Linked DNA regions of Zea mays: region 2 is linked to region 1. Evidence: chromatin contacts called from public Hi-C data. All regions are on one chromosome and are shown on one strand. The core of a region is the stretch at or near the end of the contact, and the rest is flanking DNA. Distances in the headings are between cores, read along the strand shown. Region 1 has its middle 48 kb from the start of LOC103636172. Region 2 holds the start of LOC100274848.

The links. A called contact is a pair of places that touch in the nucleus more often than the background predicts.
Region 2: a Hi-C map of ear shows a contact between it and region 1, with 3 times the contacts expected there. The contact joins the promoter of LOC100274848 here to the enhancer-like site in region 1. A contact is called at or near these places in 5 of 25 Hi-C or Micro-C datasets (ear, endosperm, leaf and 2 more).

The regions. Positions count from the first base shown.
Region 1 is chr8:154,610,192-154,613,643 of Zm-B73-REFERENCE-NAM-5.0, reverse strand. No RefSeq gene overlaps it. Among protein-coding and RNA genes, the nearest start is that of LOC103636172, 48 kb to the left of the region's middle. Within about 2 kb of position 1,958, at least 12 of the 20 cell types and tissues checked have an H3K27ac peak or open chromatin away from gene starts, as enhancers often do. A contact at or near this core is called in ear and root tip, where this site is marked.
Region 2 is chr8:154,705,723-154,709,174 of Zm-B73-REFERENCE-NAM-5.0, reverse strand. It overlaps LOC100274848, which reads left to right and starts at 1,926. Exons shown (of 1, transcript NM_001374279.1): 1 at 1,926-2,740. The coding sequence starts at 1,998. The coding sequence ends at 2,501. It also overlaps a transcript of LOC778433 not described here.

The DNA.
Region 1 (3,452 bases), core at 709-3,208:
AAACGCTTTCCCCTTATGCGGACACATTTCAAATCAAACGTGGAAACAACGACCATTTATATTAAACAGGGGGGAAGCAGTGCTTGGGGCCTTTTTGTTACTACTCGATCCAGCTGGATTGTAAAGCCTACGGTGCGGTATATTTCCACATACAGAAGGCTCGGGAAGGCTCGGGAAGAAAGCAGTCCTAGGAGATAGATGAAAGAGATGGCTTTAGACGAATTTGACAGCGATCCGGCGGCCTTGCCTTCGTCACGTAGCGCTGAGGTCACTACGCGCACGTTAGCGCGGTTGGAATTAAGCACCTAAACGTATTGTTAAGACGGTACGTTCAGAATAATCGTGTTACACGGCCAGCAGCTAGAGACGAAACGAGCGGCGGCGACGACGACGACCTGAGTCTCGGTGCGGTAGCTAGAGACGAAGGGCTAGCTTGTGGCACTGTAGGAAGTGGCGGAACGTGTGGCACGCTATGCTGTATATGTGTGTTTCCGAAGGTAACGATCACGGCTAAAAAAGCTCAAAGTATGTGGTGCGGTATATTTTAATATACGGATTAGGTTATTATTATCAACTGCATGTGCTATTTTTAGTGGCGATTTCTTAAAAAAACTATTATTACAAATCGTATTTCTAAAGACGGTTTCTTAAGAAAACCGCCTGTAGAACTCTACATACGGTTTTATTAATGAATCGCCTATATAAATCGATTTCTAGTGACAGTTTTCTTAAATTTTTCAAGTTTTTCAAACGACCTCGTATGATGTAATCACCAAAATAAAAGTTGTAGATCTTTAAAAGTTATGAAACTTTGTAGTTGATAACTTTTTATTTTAAATCATTTCGGCTATCAAAAATTACATCTAAATTTGATAAATTTAAAAATCAAATTTTGCAAACAATCTCACATGGAAAAAATGACAAAATGCAAGTTGTAGAACTTCAAAAGTTATTCAACATTGTAGTTGACAAATTTTTTATTTGAATTCATTTACGGTCTCAAACAAACAATTTACACTCTGTTGGTTGTAATATGAGGACAACAAAACTACAAATATATACAAAGTATGTTATAGGCAGAGCGGTATAGGAGAGTACACGCGAGAGTAGGGTAGGGGTTTGATTCCTAGCAACCGCGTAGCGCGGTAATGCCACGACTTTGACGGGACGGGTGGGTAGGCCGATGCCTCTCCTTAAATAAAATATTTTTTTGTTTTTTTAAATCTGTTTTATGTTTCTGAAAATAATTTGCATTGGCGATTCTCAGTTACTCACCTATAAAAATAGTAACTATAAAAATGATAATTTCTAATGTTCCTTAACACCGACGGTTATATAAAATACCAGTAAAAATAGGTTCACAACCAACAATATTCTTCGTCCCCTATCTATATATACTACTAGCTGCTGGCGCTTAGTCGTAACGATAAAGTGAACGAACGAACCACACACATATATAAATCTGCATGCAGATCGAACACTGCTGCTCCTCTAATGATCGAGTTCTGATCCCTAGTACTGCCACATGATGATCGATCAGATCGTGATCTTCGATCGCCCACGATGATACGATACACACTTGGTACCTGCACAGATTCCTGACCTGGCGCCATTATTCTCACATGCACACCGGCACGCAGCCTTGATCCGTTCGTGATCCGCCCGTGTGTGTGTGCGCGCGCGCTGGCTTTGCTTGCAATGCAAATGGCGGGCTGATGAGACCTGGAAATCCTCCAGGATTCTTGCTATCTAGCAGGTCGTCGCGACCTCGCCTCACAGCACTGATCCGGATCCGGCCCCTCGCTCCTCCTCGAAGGGCGTACGCGTCGCGCGACCTCGCGTTCGACTACCACTGCAGCTCCTGATCGCTTGCAGAGTCGTTCGTGCGTGCGTGCGTGCCTGCCTGCTGCACTAACACTCAGCAGCCAACCGCGGCGCGACATGTGTGCTGGGCTGCTCGCTCGCTCGCTCCGACACGGCGGCCCGCCCCGAATGGAGAAAGACCAAGTCGTCGCTCCGGCTCCGACACGTCGGAGGGAGTAAAGAAACCGCCGCGGCGCGGGCCACGGAGGCCGACTAGTTTATTTAACGTTGATACTGCCTACGTACGGTACGCCAGCCAGCCCCCCGCCGGGACAGGATGAACGACAACCCCGCTGGCATAAAGAAACCGTCGGAGCGGATCCGCTTCGGTACGTACAACTCAGAGGCGATCGATCTACACGGAGATCCGGCCAGCGTCGATCGGGGAGCGCCGAGGATGGATGGATCCCCGCGATCCCGTCACCGTTCCAGCAGCAGAAGCTTCGCTGGTTCGACCGCCCCGTATCGCGCGCGACAGAGCGCGCTGCTGCTGCTGCTCAGCTGGTAGTGGGTGGGTGCATCGGACACCGCGGATGGCCGTGTACGGGGACATGCGGCGTCGGCGTCAAGATCGCGAGCAACCACAGCGACGATCGATCTCACAAGCACCGAAGCACGCCACTCGCGGCGCCAGCCTGCTCTGGCCATCGCATTGGTTAGTTAGTCGCCGGGCGCCGGCTCTGGGGATCCTTGCTGATATTCGCTTCACGTGCGGCCGGGACCACGGCTGGGTATGCCGGCACGGGCACAGCGGGTGGCGACACGGCGAGACCTTCGATCGGCCGGCTGCGCTGCGCCCCCCGAGCGTGCGTGCTTTAGGCTAGCTGGCTCGCTCGGTGGTTGCGGCCTTGTGGTGCGCTGCCGCTGTCTGTCCGTCAGTGTCAGCTTATATTAACGACGGACCATCGCACCCGCACATATCGGCGGCGGAGCGGATGTGTGGCAGGTGGACTGCGTGACTGCTGGATCCGCAAACTATGCCTGTACTTCCACAATATACATATTTCACCTGCAGGTAACATCTGCTACCGAAAATCGTCCAGCGTCCGGACATTGGCCACCTCAACTATTCGCCTGCTAACATCTGCTGGTGATTCAGAAGTACTATATGCTGAACCTTCCATTGTTCTGTTCCTTCCACACCTATACCAATTGGAAAAACACATCTTCCCTTCTTCTTCCTACCTCCAGTGCAAGCCTGTTAGCTTCGGATCAAAGCCAGCTATTTTGACTGTTGTAACTACAAATCTACAATCTTCAGTGGTCTCCCTATCTTACTTCCTATATATATATATAGTTTATGTATTTAGAGCCCTGGACTTCCAATAGCTGAGCGTATGCCCTGACCCGATGTTGCCGACCGGTTCAGCCGCACCAGGTCCAAAATGTCTATAAAAGAAGCTTCAGATCGCTAGCCGCTAGGGTTCAGTTTTAGCGACGCCGGCAGTTACGCCCCCACCTCTGAGAGGCACGCGCGACGGCGGATCTAGGGGACACGCTGGCAGCTGCGGATCCCTGAGGCGCGCACGGCGGCGAGGTGGGAGCAGCTGTGGCATCGGATCCCGAGGGCACGCACGCGGTGGCGGCCC
Region 2 (3,452 bases), core at 677-3,176, 96 kb before region 1:
GGAGTCGAACATTGTATTCTATGAGAACTTATGTTGTAACTATGAGACGATTTGGTGGCTAGTTTGGGTGGCGGCGAGGTCACGAGGTCGTCCGAATGCTGTTGTAACTACTATTGGAAGATTGCACACTTTTAAGTTTAATTTAATTTAATTTCTAAAGTAAGCACTACATAAATAATGAATAAGGCATGCATATAAAATAAAAAGTATGACCACATAGCTGATTAAATCTATCTTAAATGCATATATAGAAACACAAGTGAGGAATTCATTGTTACTCACGGCGAGGTTCGCTCGAGTGTGGTCGAAGATGAGTTTGAGGTGTCATTAAGTTCATAGATGATGTAGTGTGGGCTGATGAGGGTGGTGACCATCTGTCATGGTCATTGTCCCCCGAACCGCCTCCAACATTCTTCATGTGATCCATTTCTGATATAGGTAGGAATACACTAAGTGTTGATTGATACACCCCTGACTCTTGCTAATCAATCAACTAAACCTTGTGGGGTTTGGTCTTGAGTTAGGTCCTCAGATCTCACTATCACACATACCGTGCGAACAATAAGAGAGAGTATATTGTAAGAAACATAGACACTAGAGGAAACTTGAAGAAAAGCAAACAAAGTGATGAATAAAGGAGTGATGGATTGCTTCATGTGTTACTAACAATATCGAGGAGGGAGGTAATGTTGATGAGATGGTGTCAAGATGAGGGGAACTACATAACTACAAGAGGAAATGAGAGAACTCGGATCAAAATAGTGGCGGAATTGGCCTCGTGAACGGCAACAAGATTTGTGATACTGACCTCGACACCACGTTAGGGTTACAATGACGTCCTTGTGACGTAATATCTCGATATTATAACCTGTAACATTGAGCCATGCAATCTTGACGTGATAGGTCATAATACCGATCCTCAAAGTACAAATACAATAATAGTTAAAACAATGTAAACTTAATATTTTGAAGGAAAAAAAATAAAAAAAATCAGACGAGCCCACTACTCTTCGAGCTAGGAGTGGTAATAGATCATAATTTAAATGCTTTTTCACAAAATAGTAGAGTACTAAATAAATTCTAGTTTAAAAAATAAATAGAAATATAACTTGATTTTAACCTTACCTAATCATTAAATTTTATAGCGTAAAATTTAAAGCCAATGTCACGCCCTGTTCTCAGCTTATCCCCGGCGGCGCACGCGCGCACTACTCCCGGTCGTGTGCACGCACAACTCCGAAGTCCGAACCAGGCTTCATGCACGTAGCCAAAGTGGGGCGACGTGCAGGCAATTGCCTCGGTAAACGCGAGCCGCCCTGTACTTTCCGCCGACTGGCCCCATGCACGCCTTCCACTGATCGCCATCATCATCATTGCACAGATGGTTTAAGCGAAAACAGAACCGATTGCAGTACTAGTATTGTATAAAAACACAGCGCCGAACGCTGTTGCCGCAACACCCTTCCCAAAGGAATTCAGGAGTGTTCGTCTGCTGGGTGTTTGTGGTAGGGCCAAGTTCAAGCGGAAAGCCTCATGACAGGGAGCATGTTTGCCGGAAGCATCCTCCTGACACAACTTTTACCGGCCGGTTCGTCCAAAAGCGGGTCGCCGGACCTCAACCTCAGCGTTCGTGTTCCGATCGAAAATGGCGAATGCTTCTTTTACTATCTGCAAGTCAAATCATCATTCGTTCGAGACTAGCAGTCTAGCGCTAGCTCTATTTATAAGGGGATTAAGGGTGCTGTTAGCTTCGCATTACACAGATCCTCTGCACTCCACCCACACAAATCCAAGGCCCTAGTCTCCTACACGCTGATAGACAGGCAAACCACCTATCCTCTCCCCTCCCCGCAATGATTTCTTCCCCTTCCTAGCCGATACTTTACACTCACACCCTGTATTCTTTTTTTTATAAAAAAATTTCTTTTCCTTGTAGAAGCTAGAACACACAGTCCTAAGCTTCTGTAGAGACACAGCCGAACAGAGCAGCAGCAGAAATGGAGCTCGCCGTGGCGCAGGTGCAGCCGCGGTACATCGTCTTGGACCTCTCCGGCGGGGGCCTCCGACGACGCCTCGGTCCACCACCCCCGGCAGCCGGCGTTCCGCCTGACGCCCCGGCCATGGCGGCCCTGGAGGCGCATCACCGGACACGGCGATCTGGCGCCGAAGACGACCTCGCAACGAGCCGGCCAATGATCCAGTCAGGCGCGGTGATGGCCCGGAGCGTTCATGCGGAAACCACCGGCGCTGACGCAGACGCCGTGTCTGGCGCAGGCACGTCTGGTTCGGAGGCGGCAGAGGAGGAGTCCGGAGACGAGGCGGATAGCTTCGACGCGTCCTTCTGCCAAGAGGGCTTTGCGAGAAAGATCGAGGCGCTGGCTGAGCTGGTAGGTATGGACGGCGCCTGCGAACCTGTGGCTGTGCTGAGCGAAGTTGTTAGGGTGCTCCGGTCGATCGATACACACAGACACAGTGAGTACATCCCGTGTGCGAGCGACTAGGGGCCATCTGATGTAATCTTTGTTTTGTAATTTTGCTTTCCGAGACGGAGTGCGCGCGCTAAAGCTGCATAATGTTTTCCGTTTCTTAGTTTTTACTGAAGAGTAAGCATCGTTCCCTCCCCGTCAAATAAAGACACGGGAAAACACTGAGGGCCTGTTTGACACTAAGATTTATTTACAGTCCCAATTAGGAGTGGTAATGGATCGCGATCTAAATATTTCTTCACAATTTGTTAGGATCTTATATGGCTCGATCCTAATTCGATCTTATCCTTACATTGTATAATGTAAAATTTAGAGTCTATTGTCACCTCTAGTTCCAATACGGTACAATGATATTTGAGAATATTGTAGTATTGTTTTGTTGAACTTTATAAAAGACATTTTTAAGTACATCAATATAGCCAATCAAGGGCGTAACTCGATCCTATCTGGTTGTGGCACCCGACCACAATCATATTTATTAGGGCAGAGCATCGACACGAAAACCAACACATTATGCCCCACAAACCTAATCGCTACATTCCCTTGGTCCCGGTCACCTTTAGTGCCCTCAGTGACCGGATTCATCCTTCCTATAGCGTCGATTGAGCCCAATGCATCCCCTATACCGGCCAAACGATGCCCTACCACCTAAACCTAATGTGCAGGGTGATCAAAGATGATAAGATGACGACGCTCCTACACCGACCCAACGACTAATGTCTCTCTCAACCTTGGCCCTGAAGGTATGATTCCTAGAACCTCCTTTCTCCTACCAAAGAGTACATCTAGTTAAAACACCTCTATTATCGAGTTTTGGATGGACATAAGGGGACCCAATTAGATCCTAATTAAGAACCTAGAAACCTATCAATGGTATCAGAGTCATATGAAGATCCCTAGTGATCATAATCCATAAGAACAGAAGAGAAGAAAGAATAGTCCAATTCAGAGAGGTCAGATTGATGG